Regions from separate parts of the Mus musculus genome. Here regions 1, 2, 3, 5 and 6 are each linked to region 4. Evidence: chromatin contacts called from public HiChIP or PLAC-seq and Micro-C data. All regions are on one chromosome and are shown on one strand. The core of a region is the stretch at or near the end of the contact, and the rest is flanking DNA. Distances in the headings are between cores, read along the strand shown.

Evidence for each region. Hi-C and Micro-C count contacts between places; a contact is called where the count stands out from the background. HiChIP or PLAC-seq counts read pairs in DNA pulled down with a chosen protein or histone mark.
Region 1: a contact with region 4 is called in a FOXA1 HiChIP or PLAC-seq map of pancreatic cancer cells. The contact joins the promoter of Cisd3 here to the promoter of Stac2 in region 4. A contact is called at or near these places in 1 of 39 promoter capture datasets (the SN4741 cell line) and 1 of 115 datasets of contacts at active chromatin or transcription factors (pancreatic cancer cells).
Region 2: a contact with region 4 is called in a Micro-C map of embryonic stem cells, with 2.7 times the contacts expected there. The contact joins the promoter of Neurod2 here to the promoter of Stac2 in region 4. A contact is called at or near these places in 2 of 39 promoter capture datasets (hematopoietic stem and progenitor cells and liver), 3 of 484 Hi-C or Micro-C datasets (embryonic stem cells and reprogramming fibroblasts) and 1 of 115 datasets of contacts at active chromatin or transcription factors (pancreatic cancer cells).
Region 3: an HNF4G HiChIP or PLAC-seq map of pancreatic cancer cells shows a contact between it and region 4. The contact joins the promoter of Mien1 here to the promoter of Stac2 in region 4. A contact is called at or near these places in 1 of 39 promoter capture datasets (neural stem cells), 1 of 484 Hi-C or Micro-C datasets (the G1E-ER4 cell line), 1 of 115 datasets of contacts at active chromatin or transcription factors (pancreatic cancer cells) and 1 of 9 other capture datasets (adipose tissue).
Region 5: a contact with region 4 is called in an HNF4G HiChIP or PLAC-seq map of pancreatic cancer cells. The contact joins the promoter of Erbb2 here to the promoter of Stac2 in region 4. A contact is called at or near these places in 1 of 39 promoter capture datasets (liver), 2 of 484 Hi-C or Micro-C datasets (the G1E-ER4 cell line and embryonic stem cells), 2 of 115 datasets of contacts at active chromatin or transcription factors (bone marrow-derived macrophages and pancreatic cancer cells) and 1 of 9 other capture datasets (adipose tissue).
Region 6: a contact with region 4 is called in a FOXA1 HiChIP or PLAC-seq map of pancreatic cancer cells. The contact joins the promoter of Zpbp2 here to the promoter of Stac2 in region 4. A contact is called at or near these places in 3 of 39 promoter capture datasets (the C10 cell line and liver), 1 of 115 datasets of contacts at active chromatin or transcription factors (pancreatic cancer cells) and 1 of 9 other capture datasets (adipose tissue).

The regions. Positions count from the first base shown.
Region 1 is chr11:97,683,150-97,688,099 of GRCm38.p6, reverse strand. Cisd3 (CDGSH iron sulfur domain 3) reads right to left here and starts at 2,167. Exons shown (of 3, transcript NM_001085500.3): 1 at 1,885-2,167; 2 at 1,480-1,599. The coding sequence starts at 1,998. It overlaps Mllt6 (myeloid/lymphoid or mixed-lineage leukemia; translocated to, 6), which reads right to left. Exons shown (of 20, transcript NM_139311.2): 20 at 2,642-4,950.
Region 2 is chr11:98,327,669-98,331,990 of GRCm38.p6, reverse strand. It overlaps Neurod2 (neurogenic differentiation 2), which reads left to right and starts at 2,346. Exons shown (of 2, transcript NM_010895.3): 1 at 2,346-2,557; 2 at 3,650-4,322. The coding sequence starts at 3,655.
Region 3 is chr11:98,437,613-98,441,949 of GRCm38.p6, reverse strand. It overlaps Mien1 (migration and invasion enhancer 1), which reads left to right and starts at 2,962. Exons shown (of 4, transcript NM_025559.2): 1 at 2,962-3,092; 2 at 3,206-3,303; 3 at 3,637-3,713; 4 at 3,805-4,242. The coding sequence starts at 3,004. The coding sequence ends at 3,888. Erbb2 (erb-b2 receptor tyrosine kinase 2) reads right to left here. Exons shown (of 27, transcript NM_001003817.1): 27 at 4,234-4,337.
Region 4 is chr11:98,050,899-98,055,669 of GRCm38.p6, reverse strand. It overlaps Stac2 (SH3 and cysteine rich domain 2), which reads left to right and starts at 2,208. Exons shown (of 11, transcript NM_146028.4): 1 at 2,208-2,777. The coding sequence starts at 2,688.
Region 5 is chr11:98,409,897-98,414,267 of GRCm38.p6, reverse strand. It overlaps Erbb2 (erb-b2 receptor tyrosine kinase 2), which reads right to left and starts at 1,784. Exons shown (of 27, transcript NM_001003817.1): 1 at 1,533-1,784. The coding sequence starts at 1,605.
Region 6 is chr11:98,549,633-98,554,316 of GRCm38.p6, reverse strand. Zpbp2 (zona pellucida binding protein 2) reads right to left here and starts at 3,220. Exons shown (of 8, transcript NM_027061.2): 1 at 2,995-3,220; 2 at 2,809-2,874; 3 at 1,734-1,859; 4 at 333-494. The coding sequence starts at 3,043.

The DNA of each region.
Region 1 (4,950 bases), core at 918-3,417, 370 kb after region 4:
ACAATTTGCAAGAACTGGGCCTCAAGTAGAGGCAATGCTACTACCCCAAGACACACACACACACAGACACACACACACACACACAATTTGCAAGAACTGGGCCTCAAGTAGAGGCAATGCTACTACCCCCAGACACACACACACACACACACACACACGAAGTCACACAACAACTTGTGGGGGCATGGTTTTCTCCTTTCACCATGTGGGCTCTGGGGATCACACAGGTCAGCAAGTAACTTTATCCACTGAGCACTTCCCAGCCAGGTTCTCATGTAACCCAGACCTTGAACACCAATCCTGCCTCTACCTTCCAAGGGCTAGGACAATGGATGTATGTCGCTACACCCTGTTTATTGCGTGTTGGGGATGGATAGATTCCAGGGCTTCCACACACTGCAGACAAAGGGTCTATCCACTGGGTTAGGTTCATAGCCTCACCTCAGTTTTTGTTTGTTTTGGTTTTCTTTTTTAACGGCTAGGTGAGGTTGAGTCCCCATTGGCCCATGAAAGCAACATTCTTTGCAATGTTCCTCAGGGAGGGAGAGAGCCCAGTGCGCAGTGCCTTTGTAGGGTGGGGTCAGTCTTGCCTGTAAGCAAGGGGGTGTCTACAACAGCCTGCCTAGAGTACCACTATGAATGTGAGCACCACATCTCACAGGAGAACCCTTCAAAGGATGGTGAAGACAGAGGCCCAAGGAGGGGAGAGGCCTTGTCAGGGGCAGAGTGTGCGGAGAGATGAACTAGTGAAAACTAGAAAACCAGCACCCTGCCTAAAGGGCATGGGCATGTACCCACAATCCTCTGGCTGGCATGCCCTTGAAACTGCCCCACCCTCTGGAATATCTGTTCAAAGGCCACAAAGGAAGCCTCCAGAGCTGGATTTATGGTCTCAACCACAGCATGGGAAACAGGACAGAGTTCTCCAGAATGAAAGGGAGAAGCTCCGGCTACAGTGAAGGGCTCCTGTACAGCTGGGATGGCATCGGATGGCAGCAGGCAAGCAGGAAAAGTCACATCCAAGGTGAAAAGAGACCTGGGAGGGGACATCAGGGAAGACTGAACAGAATCCTCCCAGCTGTGAGGACCAAGGCCTGGCACATGGGCTGCTTGGAAGGAGCAGGGCGGGCAGCCTTCGAGGAGACTGAGTCAGCCACAGAGCTGTGGCCCTTCTGTACCTCCTAGGCTCCTGGGGAGGGACATGGACATACACTGACAATGGCCATCCTGATAGTGGTGTCCCTGACCTGTGAGCTGGTTCCTGCCATCGAGCCCCATCCCCCAATTGTATGTATCTCACCTATATACAGAAAGAAGGGAAATGTGGACGGACTGAAAGTCCCCAGGATAGACCATGCTGACCCCAAGCACGTGGAGAGGAGGAGATGGATGTTTGCGTGTCACACTGCCAGGCCTAACCGTTAGCGTCAGAGATCAGGCTGTGTCACATCTAAAGGAAAAGCTACAGGAGTAACTCACCTGATTCTTGCTTCGGCCACATACACACCACCTGTAGGTTTTCCCGGCAACCAGCTCCAATCTGATGGGTGTCTTCTGTGCCACCACTGGCTTGGCTGGGTCTTTGGGGAACCATCGGGCCTATGATCAGGGTGGATGAGTGACTCGGGATGATCCCAAGTCTTGGATATACTTTTAGTTGGCGGGGGGTTCTGTAACTCTTCTTCAAACTCTGGGGCTTGAAATCAGGTGGCTGTCCTCCCCTCAGTGGGAGACCTGGTTCCTTGCCTTCTGCCCTCTGGTCCACCAAACCTTCCCTAGAGCATGCTGGGAGCAAGGGTCTCCCTGTCGCTGTCTTGGATGTAGCTCTTGAGGTTTGGGGAACTGATAGGAGTTGTGCTGAGATTAGACAAGAGGTGTACTCACCAGCCAAGAAGAGATTTCCCGCCTCTGATACGGCTTCGACAAGGCAGGCAGGCAGATATGATTTGGAAACAGAAAAATAAAATCAGTGGGGAAGGAGAGACGCCGGAAGCCCATCAGGGAAGGGAAAGACCACAAGTCAAAGGAGCGTGGGACCTTTTTTTTTTTTTTTTTTTTTTTTTTTAATGGTTGGGAAAAGGTTCAAAGAAGAGGCGCTGCGGATCTTGGCATCTACTCGGGAGCTCCCTCCGGAAAGACTGCCCTGTGGGGACGCGCGGCCGAGGGGTGGAGTCTGACCTGGGCCGGTGGAGGCGGGGCCGAACGGCCAGGGGTCACCAAAGATGGGACGCTCACCCAGACGCCGCGCATGACCACAGCATGCAGGCTCGTCCCCCACGCTGCGCATGGCCGCTCTGCGCGTAGCCGCGTCCGGGTCGCCGCCCTCTCCGCTCCGCCCCCAAGGAAGACACCGCCCAGGCCCGCACAGGATGGGCACGGCCGAGCCGCCCTGGAGTCGGCAGGTGCCACCCTGGCTCTAGAGTTCAAGGCAGTCAGTGTGTATGTGGATCTATCACTCTGCAGGGCTCTGACGTCTGCATCTTCACCTGCACCGCACATTCTGTGCACTCCGGTTTGAACTATTCTTACAAGTACTTGAGAAAAAGGGGTCACTGACCGTATCCTGTCCTCCTCCCTCGGGCCTCCAGTTAGGAACCCATCTCCCTCCCTACAATAAAGCCAGACAAAGCAAGGTCTCTTTGGATTTTCTTTTTTTAGTAAAACATTCTTTTATTAAAAGAACAAGTGCTGTTTACGAACTGCCCTTCGTACAAATAACATCCGTTATACAAAGATACAAGACCCAGGCTATGCACAATTCCAGGCTTGGAGGTCGCAGGGGAACACCGTCTCTTGGGCTGAGGATATAAAGGTTTCAGAAAGAATGAAAAATGAGCCCCTGGGTTTGCAATCTGTGGCTTCCCTTCCTTGCTCCCTTAGGAAGGGTCTGCTACATGGAAACAGGCTGGGATGGAAGGAAGGGAGCCACAGTCCTTCGGGTCTTCAGTCCCAAGTGGGGCTGGAGAAAGTGAACACAGGAGAAAGAGGACGGTCCTCAGTCCCCAACGCTTCAGTAGGTCAAGACAAGGTGGTCTGCTGGGAACTAGACACACCTGTAATCCAGGAGGAAGCGGCTGGAGGGAACAGAGGGACTCCCTGACCCCACCTCCCTCCGTCCTAGCGGGCACCTCTCCCTGGCCCCACCTCCCTCTGTCCTAGTGGGCACCTCTCCCCAGGCACCAGCAGTCTGTTACTCCCTTTGGCCCTCTGCACTCTTGGGATGACTGAGACTAGCAGGGCGGGCCTGTGTCTCTGAAAACAGGTCAGCATTTCCAGGGTGGGAAGAGGAAATGGAACTGGTAGCCTCTTTGGGCTCTCATTTGTCTAGGCCCTTCCTAGGAGTCTAGGGTGGGAACTCCCTGGGTCTTCACACAAGGAAGGGAAGGGATCACCAGCAGTAGACCCAGGAGCTTGAGAGGGACACCCACAAGCTGGGGGATGAGGGAGAGGGGGATGGGACATACAATTTATTTCTTCTCTTAAAGGCAACCCTTAAAGTGTCATTGTCTGTGGAGGATTCGTCAGCTCAGAGCTAAGACAGTCAGTGCTACATAGATACCTTCCCGCCACGGGCACAACCCTACTACACTCACACCACCACACTCACCACACACACAGGGACAGCCAGCCAACCAGCTGCAGCTAAAAGGCTTGACAGTCAGGCAGTTATGACCAGAAGGCCAGGTACAAAGGCTTGTCACTGCTGTTGCTGAGGTCACGTCACTCCTAGGTTTAGAGCAGTAGCCTGTAAAGCCAGCTCCAATGACCCCCTGATCAGCATCCATCAGCCATGACCCAGCCACCCCTGCCCTGGTGGGCACAGGCTCAGCATCTGTCACCCGCTCACCTCTTCTCACTTAGGGTGGTGACATTAAGATCCACTCATGCATTCTGAGACTCCACTTCCGCTCTGCAAACCACATCCTCCCCCTCCCAGATAGAGATGGCCCCAAATCTGCATCCTTTCTCTCCTTCTACCAAGCTCTTTATCAAAAAAAATGGACCAAAGCCAGACATAGTGGCACACACCTTTAATCCCAGCACTCAGGAGGCTGAGGCCAGCCTGGTCTACATAGCAAGTTCCAGGACGACCAAAGCTACATTAAGAGTAGACCTTGTGCCGGGCGTGGTAGCGCACGCCTTTAACCCCAGCACTTGGGACCTTGTCTTTAAAAAAAAAAAAGGTGAGGTCATCAGAGCCATTTTGCAGAACCCTGGTCCCTCCCAAGGACCCTAATTCTCCCTGTGCTGCGGCACCAGGCCACACCTCTCCTCATGTCTCAGGATATGGAATAGCACCACCAGCTCGCCTCTAATCCCAGCACTCTGGAGGCAGAGGCAGGCAGATCTGAGTCTGAGGCCAGCCTGGTCTACACAGCCAGTTCTAAGTCAGCCAGGGCTACACAGAGAAAACCCTGTCTCGAAAAACGCCTCCCCACCCCACCCCACCCCCAAAAAAGAGGAGCCAACACCAAACCATCCAGCCCAGAGGCCTCTGCAAGCCTGACCTGACTCTGTTAGGGCATCCTGCCTGGCCCAGAACAGGGAAAGGAGCCCAGGGAACTGCTGAGAACAGAGTTCCAGAGCCCCGAGCACCCCTGCGCCACAATGCAGGGTACTTGGCTCTGCGTGGGGCAAGGGTGTGGGCCTGGATAAAAAGGTCGTAGACGAATCTGAAGAATCACTGGCTCGTAGACAAGGAGGTCTACAAGAGCGGAAGAGATGAAGATGTCTTTCTAGTAATAGCAGTTAGAAAAGTATTTCTGAGGTCATCTCAACTGTCCCCCAAAGTCCTTCCAAGTGTCAAAGGGTTGCCTCTGAAGGGTCCCGGCCCATCCTATCTTATCCTATCTTATTCCTGTCTTATCAACAGGAATAGTATTTCCCAGATCATGGGGGGTGGGAGTGAGGGACAACAGTTGAGCAGCACAGGCAAAAATATATCTGTAC
Region 2 (4,322 bases), core at 1,097-3,596, 280 kb before region 4:
CTGGTCTACATAGTGATTTCCAAGATAGCCAAGAATACTTAGTGAGACCCCATTTCAAAAACAAAACAAGATGAAAACCAGGTGAACAGAGTAGACCAAGAATCAGAACTCATATTATGCACGTGAGTGTGTGCATGCATGTGTGTGTGTGTGTGTGTGTGTGTGTGTGTGCGCGCGCGCTGTGAGTGTGTGTGTGTGTGTGTGTGTGTGTGTGTGTGTGTGTGTGTTCAAAACACCTCACAGCCCAGGGGCTAGAGGAGACAGAGTCATGAACGCCCTTGAAATTATACCCCAAACTGGAAGTGTCCTGGCAAGCCAGCCCCCAACCCAGTAGTGCCCCTGGTTTTGCTTTTGCCTCTGCCAAGATTCCATCCACAGTGTCAGGCTATGTGACTTAGATGGGCTCTGACTTCCTAGTTGCAGAGCCTATAAAGGTCTTCTTGTCCTTGGTGACCACCAAGGCAACTGGGTTGGTGAAGGGGTCCTGGGTTCTAGTCTCAGCTTGCTCCCCTCCTCCTCCCCCTGGGTACCTAGCTATATCCATTTCCCTGCACTGCCTCTGTGGAAGGAAGAGGAAGTGCCTGGCCTTTGGACCTTCTTTCAGCCCCTGACCTCCAAGTGTCCAAGCTTCATACCGACTTTCTCAAGGCCTTTCAAGCCAGCATGTGTCTCTGTGGAGCACCTTGTTCATTCTGAACGTCGAATTCTTGTCTTATCAGCCCAAGACTCCCTTGAGAAGGGTTCTCCAGGTAAGACCAGAGGGCATCCACTTGGACTAAGGGATGTGGTGCGGTCTTCCTTTTGTCTGTGTGGTTCTGTGCTTGCTATGTGGCTGGCTGGCATCTGAATATGTGAGCCAAGGTTGTTGGGTGTGCACAGGTAGGTCAAGGGAGAGACAAGAAATTTGGGCCTGAAGACAGCACCTGCCTGAGTCCAGTGTGGTCAAGGGTCTCTACCCCTGACTGCAAGTACTTGTCTCTCACACAGGTTAACTCTGAACAGGGGTGTGTTTCCATTTTCTCCACCACAGAGTGAGGAACTGGTGGGAAGGTGGGTGTGTCGGAAGCTCCTCCCTTTAACCTGTACCATTTGCATCTGTGTCTGGCAGGATAGGAACCTTGCAAGGGGAACTGTAAAATAAAGCATCCATTTCCTACCTCCCTCAGCAAGACACCTGTCTGGTCTTCTCCTCTCTGGCCTCTCCTGTGACTGATGGGGTCAGCCTCTGTGGCTTTTGTATTTTCTGCAGAGAGGAAGAGTGCTGGGTCCTGTCTAAAAACTCTAAGCGGCCTGCAACCAGTCATACCCTTTCCTTCAGCTAACCAAATCAGAAGGCCAAAAGAGAGGCATTGGTGGATGGCCTACCTGGCAAGGATCAGGGGTGGTAAGGCCTCAGTGACTCAAGAAGGAGGAGGAAGAGGAGGAAGAGGGCTTCTGGGTTAGGAATCCAGATCTGTGCCCACCTTAACCCAGATAGGGACACATAGCTCATCTCCAAATCCCTCCCCACCCCACCCCACCATACATTTGCCCTTGACACCCAAGGAAAGATCTCCTGTGTGATGACTACACAGATAGACACACATGTCCCCACAGACACACACACACACACACACACACACACACACATGAGCACTCGCGTGCGCACGCACAACACGCCCATGCAGAGGCACAGACACCCAGGGAGGCAAATCTTTCCCTTTCTCTGTCTTTCCCTTGGTTTGAATTTTGTTCAGCCACATATGTTGTGTGTGCGTGAGGGTGGGTGGGGGAGGGGCAGACAGGGATGAGGAATGGCATGGTGCCAGCATCTACCTATGGGGCTTGGGCCAGGGATGCCCCCCACACCCACCCTGGAAGGAGCCTCAGCTGTCCCTTTGTGGTGGAGGGGATTCTCTTGGGGAGCGGCAGTAAGCACCGAGGTCCCTTCTCCACACCCCAGGGTCTGGTCCTGACCCACCTTAGGGACCTGGAGACAGGGAAATGGACAGATCAAGACCCTGGAGAGAGCCCTGAATTGGCCTGGCAACCACAAACCGCCAATTCCCAGACTTGCCACCCCATTGTTCCCATGTGGGGGGTTCTATATCTGAGGGGGGCAAATCCTCCCACCTCCCTCTCAATCTCTGCTTTTCCTGCGTTGGGCGGGGAGGGGAGGGCGGCAGAGATATTTATTTATTTCCTTTATTTATTTAATTTTTTTTTTTTTTTTTGGAGTAGAGAGTGACAGATGGCGGCGGGTCCCGGGGGAGCCGGCTCTCCCCCAATGCAGACGCATGCCAATCACCGTCTCTCATGTGATAGCTGCTGCCCGTGACGTGCCAAGCCCATATGGCCTGGCATAGAGGCTGGTACCCCGCCTGGTAGAGATGCCACACTCGCTCCGCGGCTCGCATGGCGCTCTGAAGACGCCGGCGCCCGCCGCCTTGAGGAACCGCTGCCCCCGCTCCCTGAAGATGGGGGAACAATGAAATAAGCGAGAAGATTCCTCTTCTCCCCCCTCTCTCTCTTGCCCCCTCCCCCCTCCCCTCCCCTCTCCCCTTGACTCCTCTCTGAGGTAAGTTGTCCGAGAGGGAGCTAGATCTGACCTGCTATTAGTGGTGGGGGGGCGCTGCTTCGGACATGGAAGTCCCCCCCAGTTCTCCTATTCCTGGGACCCTACCCCCTTACGGGATGGGCAGCGGGGGCGCCCCGTGTTCTCTCTCCCATTGGGGCCGCAGCTTAAGGGGCTGCGGAAGGAGATGGTATGCCTAGGATGGGCTGAGGGGGAAGGGTCATGAGGCACTCGAAGAAGCGAAGATGGGACCCCCCCCATGACTGTCCCGAAGGAACCTGTGACCTTTTCCCACCACCAAAAAAGATAAGCAAACAAATAAATTTGGATTTTTCCCCAAGGATCTCAAAATACAACGAGATCTGTAGAGACGTGTGGGAGGGAGGGAGTTTGAAGAGGGGAAGAGGGTCCCTGACCGCAAGGGAGACGAACAGGGTTCGCTTTTGGGTCTCCTCCCCACGCCCGGCTTCTTCAGTCCCCGCACCCGGAGCCCGCTCCGGGAGACCCGTAAGCAGCAGCTAGAGAGGAGACGGTGCTCCGGTGTCTAGAATTGGGGCTGCGGGGGTGGGGGCCCGGCCGGGGGCGGCGCGCGGCCAACTTGCAAATTGGATTAGGGAGCTTGGGGGTGAGAGGCACCGGAGGGCTTGGGGAGCCAGGCCGAGGGGCCGGACCGTGGAGAGGAGGAACCGGGGCAGCGTCCCCACGGCGGCCGCCCAGCTTCTCTCCGTCACCGGGAGAGAGCTGGCTTTCGGGCGAGAGCACCGCCTCCCCGGGAAGATGGACCTGGTCCCTTAACCCCCCACCTGGTCAAGCTCTCTGGGACCCCGACACCGGCCGAGAGCAGCTTCCTTCCGGGCCAGGGGCGGAGCAGGAGCCCGGATCTCGGGCAAGGGCCTGGGCCGCGGTCCCCCACTGGCAGCCGGGCAGGGCTGGGCCGGCTCTGGGCGGGGCAGCAGGACGTAGTGGGCATCGGGGGCCCCTGAGCTGGGGCGCTCACGGAGACTTGGGGGGTGGAGGCGGGTTGGGGGGTCGTGGTGACCCCGGCGCGCCCCTCACTCTGTGCTGTCTGTCTCCCCGCCCCCGGGGCGCCCTCAGGCACCATGCTGACCCGCCTGTTCAGCGAGCCCGGCCTCCTCTCGGACGTGCCCAAGTTCGCCAGCTGGGGCGACGGCGACGACGACGAGCCGAGGAGCGACAAGGGCGACGCGCCGCCGCAGCCTCCTCCTGCTCCCGGGTCGGGGGCTCCAGGACCCGCCCGGGCCGCCAAGCCAGTGTCTCTTCGTGGAGGAGAAGAGATCCCTGAACCCACGTTGGCTGAGGTCAAGGAGGAAGGAGAGCTGGGCGGCGAGGAGGAGGAGGAAGAGGAGGAGGAGGAAGGACTGGACGAGGCGGAAGGCGAGCGGCCCAAGAAGCGCGGGCCGAAGAAACGCAAGATGACCAAGGCGCGTCTGGAGCGCTCCAAGCTGCGGCGACAGAAGGCCAACGCGCGGGAGCGCAACCGCATGCACGACCTGAACGCGGCTCTGGACAACCTGCGCAAGGTGGTGCCCTGCTACTCCAAGACGCAGAAGCTGTCCAAGATCGAGACCCTGCGCCTGGCCAAGAACTACATCTGGGCTCTCTCGGAGATCTTGCGCTCCGGGAAGCGGCCGGATCTGGTGTCCTACGTGCAGACTCTGTGCAAGGGGCTGTCACAGCCCACCACGAATCTGGTGGCCGGCTGCCTGCAGCTAAACTCTCGTAACTTCCTCACGGAGCAGGGCGCGGA
Region 3 (4,337 bases), core at 1,713-4,212, 390 kb before region 4:
TGTAACTCCAGGGGCTCTAATGCCCTCTTCTGGACTCCACAGGCATCTGCATATGCATGCACATGCACAGATATAGACATACACATAAATAAGAATAACCACTAAAAAAATAGATCATAGCCAGGTGGTGATGGCACGTGCCGTTAGTTCCAGCACTCAAGAGGCAGAAGCAAAAGGATCTGTATGAGTTCAAGGCCAGCCTGGTCTACAGAATGGGTTCCAGGACAGCCATGCTATGTACAAAGACGATGTTTCAAAAACAAAACAAACAAACAAACAAAAGACTAAACAAACAAGAAAAATAGATCATAAACCTAAATATCAGAGCTGAAGAGATAAAATCACAATGAAACATCAAAAAGTTAAATAAATAACAATGGGAGAAAATTTGTAGCCTTGGGTTAGGCAAAAGATTATTTATTTGTTTGTGTGTTTGTTTGTAGTGTTTCCAGACAGGGTTTCTCTGTGTAGCCTACCTGTCCTGAAACTGACTGTAGATCAGGCTGGCCTGGAACTCAGAGAGCGGCCTGCCTCTGCTTCCCCAGTGTGGGGACTAAGGATTAAGGGCTTGTGTCTCCTCTGTCGGCTTGCAAAGGACTTTTTTTGTTTTGTTTTGTTTTTTGGTTTTTCAAGACAGGGTTTCTCTGTATAGCCCTGGCTGTCCTGGAACTCACTCTGTAGACCAGGCTGGCCTCGAACTCAGAAATCTGCCTGTCTCTGCCTCCCAAGTGCTGGGATTAAAGGTGTACACCACCAGGCCCGGCCTTGCAAAGGACTTTTAAAAGAAAAACATTTTAATTGCGTATATTCATTTAGTGTGTGTGTGCTGCAAATAGCAAGAGAAAATCTTTGTAAATACTTATTTCACTTGAGATATTGTATGTAGGATATATAGAGAACTCTTAGATGCCAATAATAAAAAGAAAGTAACCCAATTTAACTGGGCTATAAAATGGGCAAAGGTGGCACAGGCCTTTAATCCCAGCACATGGGAGGGAGAGGCAGGCAGATTTCTGAGTTCGAGGCCAGCTTGGTCTACAGAGTGAGTTCCAGGACAGCCAGGGCTATAGAGAAACCCTGTCTCAAAAAAAAAAAAAAAAAAAAAAAAAAAACCAACAGCAAAAATGTGACTACTTGAAAAGATGGCCTATTGCATTACCTAAAAGAATAACTATCATCAGGGCTGGAGAGATGGCTCAGTGGTTAAAAGCACTGATTGCTCTTCTGAAGGTCCTGAGTTCAAATCCTAGCAACCACATGGTGGCACTCAACCACCCATAATGAGATCTGACACCCTCTTCTGGGGTGTCTGAAGACAGCTACAGTGTACTTAGATATAATAATAAATAAATCTTTAGACTGGAGCAAGCGGGCCGACCAGAGTGAGCAGGGTCTACCGGAGTGAGAAGAGATCCTGAATTCAAATTCCCAGCAACCACATGATGGCTCACAACTATCAGTACAGCTGCAGTCTACTCATATATACATAAAATAAATAAATAAATTTAATCTAAAAAAAAAAAAGTAATATCATCAAAGAGACAGGCAACCAGTATTTGTGGTGGCTATGAAGAAACAACTCCTTGTGCCCTTTTGGTGGTGTAAAATGCTACAGCTGCTTAGAAAAAAAAAAACAAAAACAAAAAACAAAAACAAAAGCAGGTAGGCAATCCATAAAGAGTTAAATATAAATTTCTCGCAGCCCAGTAGTTTTAATTTTACTCTAAGGAACTTAAGAGAAATGGCAACACATCCATACAAAGGCATCTACAAGACATTTACTCAAAACAAACAACCCAAAGAAACCCAGATTAATGTTAATAGACAAATAATCTGTGCTTTTTCTATACAACAGAATGAAATAGTATTCATCAATAGAAAGGAACGCCTGGGACACAGCACTGGATGGAGGCTTGCTCTGATACAACAGAGCAAACGTCACATGCTGCAAGAGTCCATTTATGTGAAATGTCCAGAAAAGTTTAGAGAGCAGAGCAGCGATTGCTTGGGGCTGGAGTTGGAAGCTGCAAGCAAACAGGAAAGGCCTTCTTAGATCCATTGAAATATCCTATAACTAGATGGGATGACGTCAGAACTCAGCAAACACAGACCGACCCAACAATGAACAGTTTCAAGGGACACCAGAATGGGTGACTTGTTACGATACTGTAGTGGTGCTTCAGGGAAGGAAGAGACAGGGAGGACCCAGGCTGCAGTTCCAGAATTACAAACTGAGTTCAATGACACTAGCCCTCTAGCAAGAGGCAGGGATGAGGAGTGTGCATAAAGTGGGGGTCAGCACTTCAGAGTCAAAAGAACTAGAGTTCTGGGCTGATGAAGACGCTTGACCTGTAAGAGACAGACCTTTGAGACAGAATCTGATACTCTGAGTTCAATCCCTGGGACCCACATGATAAGATGGAGGAGGCCGAAAGTTGCTGTACTCTGACCTTCAAAAGCATGCTATGGCATGGCCCCCACCTCCAATACACACTCGTCCACAAATTAATAAATAAATGTAGTAAGTTTTAAAGATGCCCTCGCATGCATAAATTCACACTTATACACATATATACGTAATTAAAATATTCTTAAAAGTTAAAAAAAAAAGAACTCGAAAGAAAAGCAGTATGGTGTGGTTTCAAACGCTATCATCGTTCGAGAGGTAAATAGCAACACCAATCACAGACCATCAGCTACCTCGGCCGCCTGCCCCATTTTCTCTGTCTTTTGTAAATGGAAAATAGCTTTGTGATCACAGGCAGTTCGTTAGTAAGCAAATCCATGACTGTGAGCATTGGATGCCAATGAGCTCTCAGAACCCAGGATCAGTGCTGGTCCAGGATATTCGCTCTGCAGCTGGATCAAGATGTAGCAGTACCTGCTGACGGCAGAGGGCGCCCCGACGCAAAGCGAGGTCCGGACACGCCCACGGACACGCCCCCCACGTGACTTTGGCGTGGCGTCACACCCGGAAGCAGCCCTGCAGCGGAGCGGGCAGCAATGAGTGGGGAGCCAGCGCCGGTGTCCGTAGTGCCCCCTCCCGGGGAGGTGGAAGCAGGCAGTGGAGTCCACATCGTGGTGGAGTACTGGTAAGCCACTCGGGTTGAAAAGGAGCCTCTTGTGCTCGCCCGCAAGATGGGGGTGGATCCACGGGAGGCCCCACCCCCGGAACCCCAGCTCACTCCACGTCTCTTCTCCCCAGTAAACCCTGCGGCTTTGAGGCGACCTACCTGGAGCTGGCGAGCGCTGTGAAGGAGGAGTATCCGGGCATTGAGATTGAGTCGCGACTCGGGGGGACAGGTGAGGTCCGCAGAGCACCTGCTGAGTCAGTCCATGTGATAAAACTCCAGCTCTCCCTACATTCTAGAGCTGACATTGGCTGTTGTATATAAAGCCCCTAGTAGGGTCTGACACATAGCAAAAATGCCTACTGTGGGTTTGGAGTGAAGGAACTCTTAATGGCGTATTGGAAAGACGCACGGGTGAGGACTTTGGGGTTTGGGGCTGAATGGCTTCAGGATCGGTGTCTGCCGAGGCCATGAACAGTCTTGCTTGGACTCGAGGTGGTGCCAAGGACCTCCCTGAACTTCTGCCTGTTGTTCTTAGTTCGTTCTTGCATTTATTTCCTACCAGGGGCCTTCGAGATTGAGATCAATGGACAGCTGGTGTTCTCCAAGCTGGAGAATGGAGGGTTTCCTTATGAGAAAGACGTGAGTATTTAATGTACCTCGGGAGGGTGGCTGAGACGAGACACACCCTCCTCTCCTGTGCATGACACTCGCCCATGTCTCTGTCCGCTAGCTCATGGAAGCCATCCGAAGAGCCAGCAATGGAGAACCTGTAGAAAAGATCACCAACAGCCGGCCTCCCTGTGTCATCCTGTGACTAAGAAATGATTCTTGGAAGCTTGGTTCTGGGGTTTAAACCTTTCCTTGTGGTTACGCTAGGAATCCCTCTACCTTTAGCCCCTCACTTGGCCCTAGGTAACTAAGACCCTGACTTCACTTTGCCTCTTAGGGCACAAGGAGGGACTAGACATTTCTGTGGCCAAAGGCAGAAAAGAGATGTTCTCTGTGAACATCACCATCGCTCTCCCGGGATCTGTGCCCTCTGCAGTTTGGTCCTCTCCCCAGCGTGGCAATACCTTTCAGATGCCACGGTTGCTATAACTTATTTTCCCTGAATCCTGGGCAGTGTCGGCTCTTGGCAATAAAGAGTAATTACAAATGCTTGTGTCAACTGGCGTGTGTTTATGTCCAGCCTGTGCGGGGGGCACACAGGTCAGTCTGGCCCTGCTAACACCTAGTGGGTGGGACTAACACCTAGTGGGTGGG
Region 4 (4,771 bases), core at 959-3,458:
CACCTGCCCGTGTCCTATTCTACCACTGGCAATCGGGAGCTCTATTCCTGGACACAGGAGCCTGAGTAAGGCTCCAAGGGTAATCTTATCCTTGAGAGGATAGCCACTCTGCCCTTCAGGCCTCACATGGAGCTGGTCGCTTCCATCACCTGAGTCCTTGAGTGCCACCACCGACAGCAGAGGAGGCAGCACGCATGAGCCCAGACGTGTCTCCATCCACACATAGCATCCTTGATCAGGCCAAATCGGCTCAGGGCCAGAAGGGTGCTGAAAAACAGAAGGCCTGGGGAAATAAGTACGGGTTTATAGCCATGCATTAGAAGGTGCACCTTTAGGGGATGGAGAGATGGCTCAGTGGTTAAGAACACTGGTTGCTCTTCCAGAGGATCTGGGTTCAATTCCCAACACCCATGTGGCAGCTCACAACTGTCTGTAACTTCAGTTCCAGGGAATCTGACACTCTCACACCTACACATGTAGGCAAAACACTAATGCACATAAAATAAGAATAAAGATATTTTAGAAGAGGAAGAGGAATAAGAGGAAGCACCTTCAGACTGAGTGGGGAGAGAACACCAGGGCCTATGGGTGACCATATTTCAGGTGTTGCAGGATTTTAGAAGAGCCTAACTTAGAGAGGTTTGGAGACTTCCTGGATGATAATGGAAGTCCATTTCTGCTCAAGTCCAGACAGGAAAACTAAGGCTCATGGTTGCCTGATTTTCCATCCACAACGAAAAGCTGTCTGCCCTAGCCTTTTTTTCAGTTTGAGTTTTGTTTTATTTTTATTTTTTATTTTTTTGTTTTTGATTTTGGTTTTTTGTTTTTAGTTTTTAAGACAGGTTTCTCTGTGTAGCCCTGGCTGTCCTGGAACTCACTCTGTAGACCAGGCTGGCCTGGAACTCAGAAATCCACCTGCCTCTGCCTCCCAAGTGCTGGGATTAAAGGCGTGCACCACCACCGCCCGGCTATTTTTTCTTTTGAGATAGGATCTCACTATAATCTTAACTGGTCTGAACTTACTTTGTAGATGAGACTGGCCTGAAATTCACAGAGAGATATGGCTTCCTCTGGCTCTCGGTTGCTGGTATTATAGGCATGCACCACCATGCCTGGTTTGGCTTCACTTTTGACTCATTAAGGTGTCTTCAGTCTGTAACCTTAACATTAGGGAGACTGCAGCAGGAAGATGATGCGTTTGAAGCCAGCCTGGGCTACATAGTGCATTCCAGGCCAACCTGGGAGACATAGACAGACCCTGTCTCAAAAATAAAAAATGTAGACTGCTAGGATAGTTTTTTGTTGTTGTTGTTGTTTTGTTTGGTTTGGTTTTTTGAGACAGGATTTCTCTGTGTAGCCCTGGTTGTCCTGGAACTCACTCTGTAGACCAGGCTGGCCTTGAACTCAGAAATCCTCCTGCCTCTGCCTCCCAAGTGCTGGGATTAAAGGTGTGTGCCACCACGCCCCGGCACGCTAGGATAGTTTAAAATCATTCAAGTATAAGGGCCTGACTTTAATCTCCAGCCTCTATTTAAAAGGGCCAAATCCACAGCACTGGGAAAGTAGACAGGATTTCTGGGGCTCCACGGCCAGCCACTCTAGCCAAATTGGCTTACAATGAGAGACTCAGACTCAAATTTCTTGGTAGATGGCTCCTGAGGAATGGAACTGGAAGCTAACCTCTGCCAACCAAACTCACACGTGCGCTTCTCATACAGTCAGACATAAGAGCACGCGGATCATAAACACACACAAAACAGCCTGTTCTCTGCTTCAGGGAGCGTCTATAAGTCTAGTAGTGGTATGTATAATTTGATGAGATTCTAGAAAGGCATCAAGTTAATGGGGCGAGCGGGTCTTTTTCTCTGTCAAGGTGCGGCATCTTCCAATGTGCACTATCAGAACGCTGTAACTTTGATTTTCCTCTCGGCTATTCTGCGGCATCCTCGAATTATTTGCATTTCCAGACTCTAGTATCATTGTCCCAGCCCTCCTTCAATTTTGTCTCCCCACCTATCGGCCCCCATTTCGGGCTTTCCATTGTAAAACTACCCCTCCGCTTCTTTACCCTCCAAACCCCTCCCCATCTTGTCGAGCCCCCCAAGACTCCACCCAGCTGGCCCTCCTAGCCACCACCGCAGCCAATAGCTGAGAACCTTCATTTGCATAGCTGCGCGGGGGAGTGGCGGAGGGAAGGGGGAGGGACCAGGCGACCTCCTAAATCAAAGTTGGGAGGCTAGGACTGGGCGGAGGGGCCGCCGGGTGCAAGGCTGGGGCCGGCGCGGGGAGGGGGAGGGAGATGGGGGGCGGGCGCAGAGGACGGCGGAGCCGGCCGGACTCGGACAGCTCGGTCGTTCCCTGGCTTTGCACATCCGCGCATCCCTACTTCCCTCCTCCTCCCGCGGAGCGCAGCATCCTCTGCAGACCCTTGGTCCTCACACCCCGGGTCGTCCAGCTTCCGCGGCTCGGGGTAATTGCCTCCCTCTCCCCTGCCACACCGACAACTTTCTCCCCTGGTGCCTGGGGTTAGGGGGCTGCTTTGCCTGGGAGGGTTTCTCCTGGGGTCACTGAAGAGCTGCCCCTGGAGAAAGGCTTGAGAGTCCCAAAGAGACGCCCGCCACTCACAGCCTGACCCCAGCGGGCCTGCCGTCGGGTCTCCGCACCCTCTCTTCCTTTATACCCCAACCATGACCGAAATGAGCGAGAAGGAGAATGAACCGGATGACGCGGCCACCCATACCCCCCCAGGGACCGTCTCCACCCTCCAAGAAACCAAGGTAAGTCGTGGGGTGCGAGGCCTGGCCCCGCCCGGGCATCTCTGACTTGGAGCGCTGATCACAGTGGCTGGGTCCCTTTGGGGTTACGGAAGCTAAACCGGGCCCGCGTGATTCCTAAGGCTGCGCGCCGTGCCGGGGAAGGAGGAGAGGGTTCGCGACGAGGGGACCCAAGGAGCAGATCACACGAGCACGACCCGCCAGAACGCGCGAGGCGCCGACGCGCTCCGGCTCCCTCCTGGGCGGTTGTAACTCGGCTTTGTTGGAGGGAATCGGCGCAGCGGAGGCGCAGGGCGTGTGTGGCCGTGTGTAGCGGGTGTGGGCCGGTGTACGCGCGCGTGTGTGCGTGCGGGGCGCACCCTCCCGGGGCCGCCACATCGCTGTCTGCGGCTCCCCGGGGCCCCCTCTCTCCTGCCTCTGAATTCCTAGCCACAACCGTCTCCTCGGAGCGTGCAGACTCTCCGCTTCTCTTTGCTTCCCTACGTGCTCCTCTGTGTGTCTCCGGCGTCCCTCTCTGACCCACAGCAGCCTGGCACGCACCTCGCGGACCGGTTAGGCTGGGGGCCCGAAAGGCTGCGGCCCCGGGTGCGCAGCTTTCAAGCCGGCGCTGGGGGCTGCGGCAGCGCGGGCCGTCGGTGGCGGGCGGGGACCCGGAGTGTTGCGGTTCCAGAGCCAGAGGCAGCCCCACCCCCCGCTTGGAGAACCAGGAGAGGGGAGGAGAGAGGGCAGAATCAAAAGAAGAAGTCATCGTAATTAATGAATGTCATAATTAACCCTAATTATCTATGATTGTTACTCTTGCGGGAGTCACAATGAATAAATTATTCTCCTATGAAGGCAGGCGGAGCCCAGACTGCGGGCACTGAAAGAGGTGGGGGAGGCTGTCGCTTACATTCCACCTCCCACTCCTAATGAGTCTGCCCCCTCCCCAACTTCTAGATGTTCATGAAGTTCTGTGGGAAGCTATCTGAGCGCCGGGAAATGGGAAGAGAGGATACTGTGGGAGGGAGCCCTCTCCCTTCCCTAGACTTCAGGACAAGACTTCCTCCTTTCTCCCTTCCACCCTGGTGTTTGTTACCGTCCTGGTCCTGTGACCAAGCAATACGTGGTGAGAACCAGAAATGGGCGGTGTCTTGAGGCTCTCTGGGGTCACAAGCTCCTACACAGCACTTCCTACCGACCATCTTTCTTCTCTGTCCATCTTGACCGGACCCTTAAGAATATGAGGTTAATTCAAGGTCAAGGTCATCACCGCAGTGAGCAGGGTTAGCATGGAGTCTTACTGAAGCTATCCAGGTAGCTACCCTGTGCCTGCACTTGGGGACCCTGCCACTCTCCGTGTCCAAGGCTCTTGGCTTTTTGAGACCAGCAGTCTTGCTAAGTATCCTTAGCTGGGCTATAACTCACTGTGTATCCAGGGCTGGCCTCAAACTCTTTTAGCCATTTTCCTCTACCTCAGAGAGCTAAAATCACAGCCCTGAGCCACCATACCTGGGTCCCTCCCATCCAAGGCTTCAGTACACACTTGGCCTTCTGCTCCCATCTAAAAATTAGACTCTGGCTTCTAGTCCATATTTTAGACCCCATACAGTGCCAAATCTCTCCTGGAAAGGAATGAACAGGGAGGATATTGTCTGGGTTATCTGAGATATACAAGGGGGAATCCTGGGAGCTTGTCCTCACACTAAGCTCTGGCTCACCAGCCCTGTTGTCACCCTGGGCAGTTAGTCAGCCCCCCTGCTGATATCTCCAGAGTCTGGAGGGGCTCCTAGTTTCTGTCATATGAGAACCTGTCAGCTCCTGCCCCTCAGGGGCTCCCAAAGGCAGGCAGGAGCCAGGAATGGTGCTGCCTCAGCAAACCCAAACCCACAGGCTGCAAGCTCAGCTGTGGGGGGGGGGGGCGGGGGCGGGGAAGGAGGGTCAGACCCTGGCAGAGCTGTGTCTCCATCCTCCAACACAAGGACCCTGCAATGTCATCTGTTCTGGGTCTGGAGGAG
Region 5 (4,371 bases), core at 535-3,034, 360 kb before region 4:
GGTATCCCACAGTGAGCACAGCAGTGTGCTGTCAGGAACTGGGGCAGGAGAGGGGGGCAAGGGGGCACAGATGGTGATACTCCACCAGCCTCCAGGCTCGCTGGCCTCTGGAGAGCACCTACTGTTTCCAGAACCTGTGTTCTGCATCTTCAATACAGCCCACTGATTACGGAAGCAGTGTCTCCGCACTGCTCAGCTAGACTCGTATTTATGTGAATCATATATCATATCCTGTGGCTGGTCACATTGCCTGGGATCCACCAGTTACTCCAGGATACTTCATTTCCCCAGCCCAGGTTTCCCCCCTGGGACAAGGAGAAGGCTACTAATGTTTCCACTGTGGAGTTGTTCTTAGTACTGTAGAAGGAATGCATGCAAGCCACCACCCACGGAGCCTGGCAGAGCTGACCCACACGGGGTGACTGTCAGCTTTTACGCTCATGGTAGAACTGGACATATGGGTCAGTATACACACTGCTGGGTCACCCTCCCAGCCCCCAACACGAAGATAAAGGCAAGAAAACAACCCAGCTCTCTGTCTACCCCTAGCTGACCTTACTCCTTTTCGGTGCCCTCCCCCCGCCCCCAAATGCCCAGGAACCCTTTCCAGTTTATTGTATGGAAGCCGGGAAAACACAAGACCACCCTTCAAGATCCGAGCCTTCCCGGAATCCCAAAGCACACAGTACTTAAGCTGGCTCTAAGGAAATTTGTTCAAAACAGGGCTGTGGAGTGTGCAGCACTGTGATAGAGGGCTTGCCTAACACGGGCGAGACTGGGATGGAGGGTAGGGGTGTTCCATCCCCAGCACAGAAGAGAGAGAGAGAGAGAGAGAGAGAGAGAGAGAGAGAGAGAGAGAGAGAGAGAGAGAGAGAGAATGAGAGAGAACTGTTGCAAACAAATGCCTGCCCCTCCTCCTGCTCCCCCATATCCCAGACACTATCGATAGGCAACTCAACTGCGGAGCCGCCACTCGGTCCTCCCTGCTCGACAGGATGGGTTACTTTCCCCACCGCCCCCTCCACGGCGACCCCACTGGAAGCTGGAGTAACTTACTAAACCCAAAGGGCCAGAGGGGGTGGGAAGGGGGAGGGGAGGGGCAGAGGGGACCCCGAAGGCATCCTGCCCAGTCCGGTCCGGAGGCGGAGGCTGCCAACTGGAAGAGCTCTGAGAAAGCGTGAGGGGGGCTCGAAAGGGGGGAAGCAGGCGCACGCACGCACAGCGCTTCACACACCCTCCGGAGGAAAACTTTCCGACTAGTTTCAGAGAACTTTCCCAAGGAGTTCCCGGAGTCTCCTGGAGCCCGGGAGGCTCCGGTGTAGCGAGAAGGGGCCGGTCCGGACCTCCAGTGTGGTTCTCCGAGTGACTGTCCCATCCCCAACTGCTCCGATCTCCTCCGGGCCGCGGCGCCGGTAGCCGGAATCGTCCCAACGTCCCGGACCGCCCGGCCGTGGAGCTCTCGGGGCCCCGCGGCTCCGGCCGCCCGTGGGCGCAGCCGTAGCGGCCCGAGCCCTCCCCAAGCCAAGACCCACCTTGGGTACCCGCGGCTCCGGGGGACAGGAGGGCGAGGAGGAACCCCCAACGGCACCAGGCCGCCAGCTCCATGATGATCACTGCGGCTCCGGCCCCATGGCTCAGGCTGGACCAGGCTGCGGGCGCGGGGCGCGGCGAGGGCAGGCACAGGCGCGGCGCCGGAAGGGGCCGCCTGGGAAGGGGCGCTCCTGGGCTCCGGGTCCCCAGCGGCGGGCAATCTCAGCTCCACAACTTCACGCCGCACTTCCTCGAGCAGCCCTCCTCCTCCGCCTCCTCCGCCGCCGGTGATTGGGAGCCGCGCGCTCCCGGCTCGCCCCCCCACCCCTCCAACTGCATTCCAGCAAGACTGGGAGTGGCTGCTCCCAGCTTCACTTTCTCCCTCCCGGCGCAGGCCTGGGTGCGTCGCGCCCTGTGCCCTGACGCCTCGCTTGCTTGCTTGCAGTTCTCACCCACTTCCTAAAAGCAGGGCATCTCTTTACCCCTCTTTGCAGTCTTGGGTGGGTTTTATCTTGGATACTCTTGGAACGTTTGCATCACACTCTTAATACCAGATAAATGGTTTGTCGCCACATCCTCAGGTAAAATCAGCCTGGGAAGGGAATGTGTTATGTCTAACTGGTGACTTCCAAGACTCTCTGGGATATCAATTCTGTCCTTTTGGGTATCTCCTGCCTGATCTTAAAGGAACCCACAGAACTAGGAGAAGCGAGTCACATCGGGAGCCCTCTGTTCATCCTTGGAAGAACAGCTTCTCCTGTTTCTTTCTCTTTTTAAGACTTATTTTTATTTCAAATTATGTGTGGTCATATATGGGTTTTGGGGGGTGTCACATAAGTGCTGTTGCCCACAGAGGTCAGAAGAGGAAGTGGGAATCCCCCAGAGCTGGAGTTACAGGGTGCCGCCCACCCACTTTGGTGCTGGAAACAGAACTTGGGTCCTCTGCAAGAGCAGCACAGGCTCTCAACTGCTTAGCCATCTCTCCAACCCCATGCCCACTTCGTTCTGACTTTACCCAGTTCTCAGTTTCATTCATCGTCCTCTCTCTCCCTGTCCTTTTCGCCTGCCAGTTTACCCCTGAAGTACCTAGATATCACTCCTGAAGCCTGGTAACAGGTGAGAAAGGAAACAAAGGTATGCCTTTGGTTGGAAACTCCAAGAACACATTGCAAGAGACATGTTTACCAGGATGAATTGCCCGTCGTTTATCTGAAATTCAAATTGAACTTCATTACGTCCTTCTTCTTTATCTGCTACATCTGATGATGGTACTTGGAATGTTCCAGTAAAGAACACACCTGTGCTGGTCAAGATGCAATCAGAGGCATCTTTGGGGGAGAGAAATGAAGGGTGGCCCTCTCTTAATCTACTTTCATTGAACTGAAACTCAGTTTCAGGCAGACACTTCCACGCTAGGGGCCAAAGAACATGGGACTCTGGTATCTAGAAGACCTGAGTTCGTATCTTCCCTCTATCACATTCTGGCAGTGAGACCTTAGGCAAGTGACTGACGATCTCTGGGTCTTGTTTTACAAATCTGTAAGACTGTGTGTGCTAGGGGCTAAAGGAGAAGACACTCTAGAAGCACTCAGCAGTGTAGTGCTTGACACATAATAACTGCTCAGTAAATGATCCCAGATTTAGCCATTCTGGGGCAGATGGGGTGTTTGTGGGGATCAATTTGAGGTACTCAAAGAGAAAGAATACAACATTATAAATCACACCACCACACCCAGAAGTAGAACAAGAGGGCTGAGCCTGTGTTTTGGTGATAATGTATTTGCCTAGCATTGGGGCAGGGAAGAGGGGACAGGAAGGAATTTGAATAGAGAGAAAAAAATGTATGTGCATCATATGTAATAAGAATCACATGTGGTGACATATATATATATGTATATATTATGTATGCATCTATAATATATAATATTATATAATATACATATTAGGTGATGATATCCAATGATTTACTCATTGATCATTGTCAGGAATGTTCAACACATACATGTGACAAAGCAGCCCCTCTGATTAGCTGTCCCTATTTTCAGCTGGGGATGATGGCTCACCACTAGAATCCCAACACTTGGGAAGTTGAGGAGAGGGGTTGGGGATTTGAGGTCAAAAATCTTAATAACAAAATGAAATACACACACCTATTTGAGATTATGAAAATCAAGAGTCAAAAAGATTAAGACATTTGCTGCCCAGGATGTCTTAAGGCAATGGGAATATCTGAGCCCTAGCAAAACCCAGTTCTTACCCTGGCCACATCTTCCAGCCCCTGAGCTAATCTCTGTGTCCCTCAGAGCTGCAACTTCTCAGCTCTCCTGAGATGATATACTAACCTGGCTCTCAGAGCCATTGCTGGCTGTATCCTGGCATGCTAAGACCCTAAAGGTCAGATCAAAGGTGTCCCTTCTCCCCCAGCCCTGCCCCTCTCCTGCTTTCCTTTAGCGCAGCTGAGAGAGAGCTGTTAAGGATGGCCTCAGCGGTTGAACTGCAACTGTATCGCTCTGCAGGCACATCCCTCCTCTCAGGACTCCGAAGTCCCAAGTGTTGTATCATTATTCTTCATTTTGCAGACCAGGCACCCTGAAATTCTAAGCCAGTGGTTCTCATCCTTCCTAATGCTGGGACCCTGTAATACAGTCCCTCATGTAGTCTTCATTGCTGCTTCGTAACTGTAAACTTTGCTGCTGTTATGAATCGCAATGTTAATAGTTTTAGAAAGAGAGGAGTGTCTGATAGGTCGCGACCCACAGATTGAGAACCTCTGTCCTAAGCGGTAACTGCAACTTTCTGAAGTCATACAGCTGAGTCTGGAACTAAGCCAAGAAAGCTCTG
Region 6 (4,684 bases), core at 1,971-4,470, 500 kb before region 4:
ACTTAAGAGAAATGGCTACCGTGTGGTAGCAATACAGGTAAGTTAATAGTGTCAAAAAGCCATTGGGGCTCAAGAGATGGCACAGAAGTTAGGAGCTGTGGTTCCCAGCCTCCCCCATCAGATAGCTCACAGCTGCTCCTAACTCCTGGGCATCAGACGCCCTCTTCTGGCCTCTGCTGGCTCCTGCACTCACATGCACGTGACACACACACACACACACACACACACACACATGAGACACATAATAAAAATACATCTTAAAATGTAAGGATGTTTTTGGGGCACTGGAAAGATGGCTCAGGACCTTATATTATTATTATATATATTATTACCAAAGACCAGAAAGTCATATTTCTTCTTTATCATAGTTTCTTCTTGGGTTTCTGCTTTGATAGTCTTATAGGAAAGCATACATGAGTAAAGTCCAGATAACGGCTCCAGGAAATCCTTCAGTACCAGTTCTCCTGTGTTTGTTATATTTATCTGGCTATTCCCTGATCAAAAGAGGAAATCGCTGGGTTACTCAACAGGTAACTTAAACATTATTCAGTAGACGCAGGGCTATAAACAGACATGCAAAAATTCAAAAATTAATAGACTATTTGAACCTTGAGAACCCAATAAAACATTTTTTAAGACACGGTCTCACTGCATAGCCCTGGCTGGTCTAGAACTTGCTATGTAGATCAGGCTGGCCTTGAATTCACAGAAATCTGCCTGCTTCTGCCTTCTGAGTGCTGGAATTAAAGGCATGTAGCACCAGGCCCAACAGCCCAAGGGGGAAAAAAAACCTTAATTGTCATACTACTCTATGAAAGAATTACATGAGCCGGGCACACTTGTGAAATATATGTTGATTTTCTTTATTTAGTTCTGACTGATTTATGCCAGTAATTCAGTAAATTATATATCTATACATATTTACGTGTTTATATAAATACATTTATATTTTATATTTACACACACACACAGAAACACACACAACACACAAATAATGTTGATATTACAAGGTACTATTCTAACATAAAATTACATATTGAATATCCCATATTACTGGTGTTTTATGGGTAAACTTTAGTACTTAGGAAAATGTTTAGTACTTAGGAAAAGTAGGGCCCAAAAATAACTGCCGCAGGGTAACCAGACAGCATAGAGAAAATTTGCTTGAGAGGGAGACTCTGGATTCAGTCCCAAGCACTGGGAAACAAAAGTAACAAAAAATGGTCTCTTTGGTTAGCCCAGGCCACCTTCAAACTTGTAATCCTCCTGCCTCAACATTTTGAGTATTGTGCTCACATGGGCTGTGCAGTCTTTTGCATCTGCTTTTAGTTTTTGCATACGAAGAACTTAAGTCATGGGCCAAGAAAAATTATAATTTGTCGTGTTGAGAAAAGTTAATTGCAGTTAAAATTAAATTTCTTGGGGCTGGAGGGATTGCCCACTGTTTAAGAGCACTTGCTGCTCTTGCAGAGGATCTGGGTTCAATTCCCAGCACCAACAAGGTGGTTTACAACCAGTAGTAATTCCACTTCCAGAGGATCAGATATCCTCTTCTGACCTCTGAGGGCATCGGGCATGTGGTGCACATACACGCATGCAGGCAAAACACTCACATATACAAAAATAAAATACAGCTAATAGAATTTTAAAATTAAATTTGTTCTTTTCAATAATGGCAGTGCTTTTTTAAAAAAACAATGTTCACACCGTTAAAATATATTTAAATTATTTACCTTTTAATGTGTTTTCATTTGGCCCAGTCCATAAATAGGTGGGGTCCACTGTTTCTTTATTGGCACGATCAATATCCATACAAATAAGGACAGGACTAGCCTGATGTAACTTTACATATATTTTTACTGTGACAAAATAAAATTCTGCGTAATTACATTATACAGAGAAATAAAGACACACACACTCCTAGACAATGATACCAGTTAGTTCTTTCAGGATTTCAGTACTTAAAAAGTCTTCGTAACGTGTCCAATGCTAGTTGTCATTTAGAATGAAGTCTTTGCTGCTTCCCCATAGTAAACCTTTAAACTGTACTTTGTCGGTAATATTTTTATTTTGTGACAGTCTAGAAAAATGAAGATCAAGTTCCTTTTAACGTACACATTAATAAATAGCTCCAATAAGGAGCTATGGAATCAATGTTACAGGATGTTAGCTTGACTGACAAACTATTTCAAAACTGAAAACTTGGTATTTCGCGTAAGCTTCCTGTTGTCTTGTGCAGTGTTTACTAGAAAGGTGTACAACAGTGACTCAACTGGATAGATAGTACCTAGTCTCACAAGGTACTTTTTAAGGTCCAATCATTGCCAGGATCAGAATCTCTAAAGTCTATTGTTCAGTTTGGCAGTGTAATGGTGGTGTTGGGAAGAGAAAGGCCTTAAATGTGGAATTGTTCTAGACGGAGTGCAGTGTTATTTCAAATTTGGAGTACTTTTTCCTGAATGTAGGAAAACTACAGAGAGTAGTAACACTGGAGCTGATGTTTGATGCATGAATAGGGCTGGTTAATACAAGAGGGAGAGAAGAGCCTTCCAGAGGGGCGTCCACTCTGCTAAGTGCCTTCACCCATTACAAAGCAGAAGTATTTGAAAGAGAGACGTGGTATCAGAGCGGCAGATCTGTGGTGAACACTGGAATAGAAGACTAGCTTTGAGGGCAATGATGCAAACTTCCCGAACTGCAGAGCACAGACGCCCTCCTGCCTAGCTCCCTTTTCCCTGCCTGAAGAACCTAAGAGGATGCATCCCCAGCTCTTGGGACAAGCCTTGCGTGAGAAGAGGCACGTATTACCTGGGTGCCCTACCGTGCCGTAAACAAAGCCTTTGATATTGAATAAGGAAGAACGTTGCGATCCAACTGCGGAGGAGAGAACACCTCTGGCTTATTATTAGTGTTTGGAGGACACACGGTTCAGGGCGGGGCGGGGCGGAGGCGAAGAAGGAGGGACGGGGGAGGAGCCTGCGGGCCAAGCCCCACCTCCTGCGAGAGACCAGAGCACCGCGTAGAGTAGGGCCCACGCAAGCATCACGGCTCAGGCACTAGTGGCGACGGCTGGGTGCCCTCCTACCTCAGGCCAGGCCCAACGCCTCCCCATCGCTCCTCTACAGAGCGAAGCAAACCGCCAAGGGCATCTTCCCTACCGGTCCCAGGCTATCACGGGGGCGGCTGTGCCCGAGAGCGCCTGCGTGTTCCGGCTTGGCACGAGGGGCGGGGCAAGCGCTCGCAGATGGAGAGCCCCGCCTCCTGGCGCACGCGCAGTTGCGGAGCGCTGCACCCTCCGAGCCTTTCGCACCTCTCCTTGGGTCCCGTGTTCCCGCTCTCTAGCTCTAGTCGGCCTGGTGGTGTGACGAGTAAAGGAAACGAACTCAAGACTTCCTCAGACTAAAGGAACTGATGAGTGAACACAGTGGGTCCTAAGGACGGTGGCGGCGGCTCTGAGCAGCCCAAGGATGCCGTAGTTTGGCGATCAGAAGAAGGGAGATGTTTGTGAGAATTTCCTAAAAGCGAGGGCTCAGCTCTGGAACCCCGAGCTAACGTTGCTAGCGTTGCTGGATCTGTCAAAACGTCACATCCAGTTTTCACCTAGTTGCATTTTTCTGGCATACAAAACCAAGACCTTGAAGAGCCCTCTCCTCTGTGCTTCAGAAGGGTGCCCTCAGACCTTCCCACGTGGAGGAAGGTTAAACCTTTATTTTTTTCAGCTTAGAGTGTGAGATGATGTAAGGGACACCCCCTCATGCAAATTTATTCGGAAGTAACTTTGCTTTAGAGAATGGGTCCCTTCGAAAGGAAGGCGAGAGCGGGTGATCTTTTCCTCAGCTGATGTGAGATAAGTCACTCTCAGGGAGCTCCAAAATAGTCTTTCAAAGTTCTTCTGAACCCTGTGCTGGGGACCAAACCCAGGGCCTTTACTGAATTGAGTCGCTAACCCCATCATGCGTGGTCCCATCTTGACTGCTATTTTAGGTGACCTGAAAGACTTTAGGTGTTGTTTACCTCTTGGCAGTAGAGCACCGCTCTCAGTAGTGGTTTTGAGTAGGTTGGTTAGGGAGAGAGCCCAAGGTTCAGATAGGGTGCAGAATGGTTATTTGGGGTGAGATCAGGAGTTTTCAGTTTTATTTCCTTTGAGCCGAGTCAGTATTTGGACTGTCTCAGATGGTCCAGGAGCAACCTTTGTCAGTAATTTCATTTTTAGTCACTGTTAATTTTATCGATCTAGCACAAGCATGAAATGGGATTCAATGAGTCAGATCCACCCCCTGTCAGTTACTACGTCTAGACTCATGGGTTAGCCTCAACTGTTAAAAATGTGGATGGGTGTTTTGCTTGCATTTCTGTCTGTCTGTGCACCACAGGCATGCACTGCCCACAGAGGCCAAAGAGTGTGTCGCCTCTGGGACTGGAGTTAACAATGGTTGTGAGCAGCCATTTGGATGCTGGGAATCAAACGTGGGTCCTTTAGAAGAGCAGCCAGTGTTCATAACCGCAGAGACACCTCACTTCAGATTTAATCAAAACATTTTCCAAAAGTACAAAGTATTACTAACTTCTCAGTTATTGCACACGATTCTCATAAACTTATGTGTTAAATCTTAACTCTTATAGAAGAGTGTTAGAATAGTCGGGCTGGAGAGATTGCTCAGTGGTTGAGAGTTTATCTGCTTTT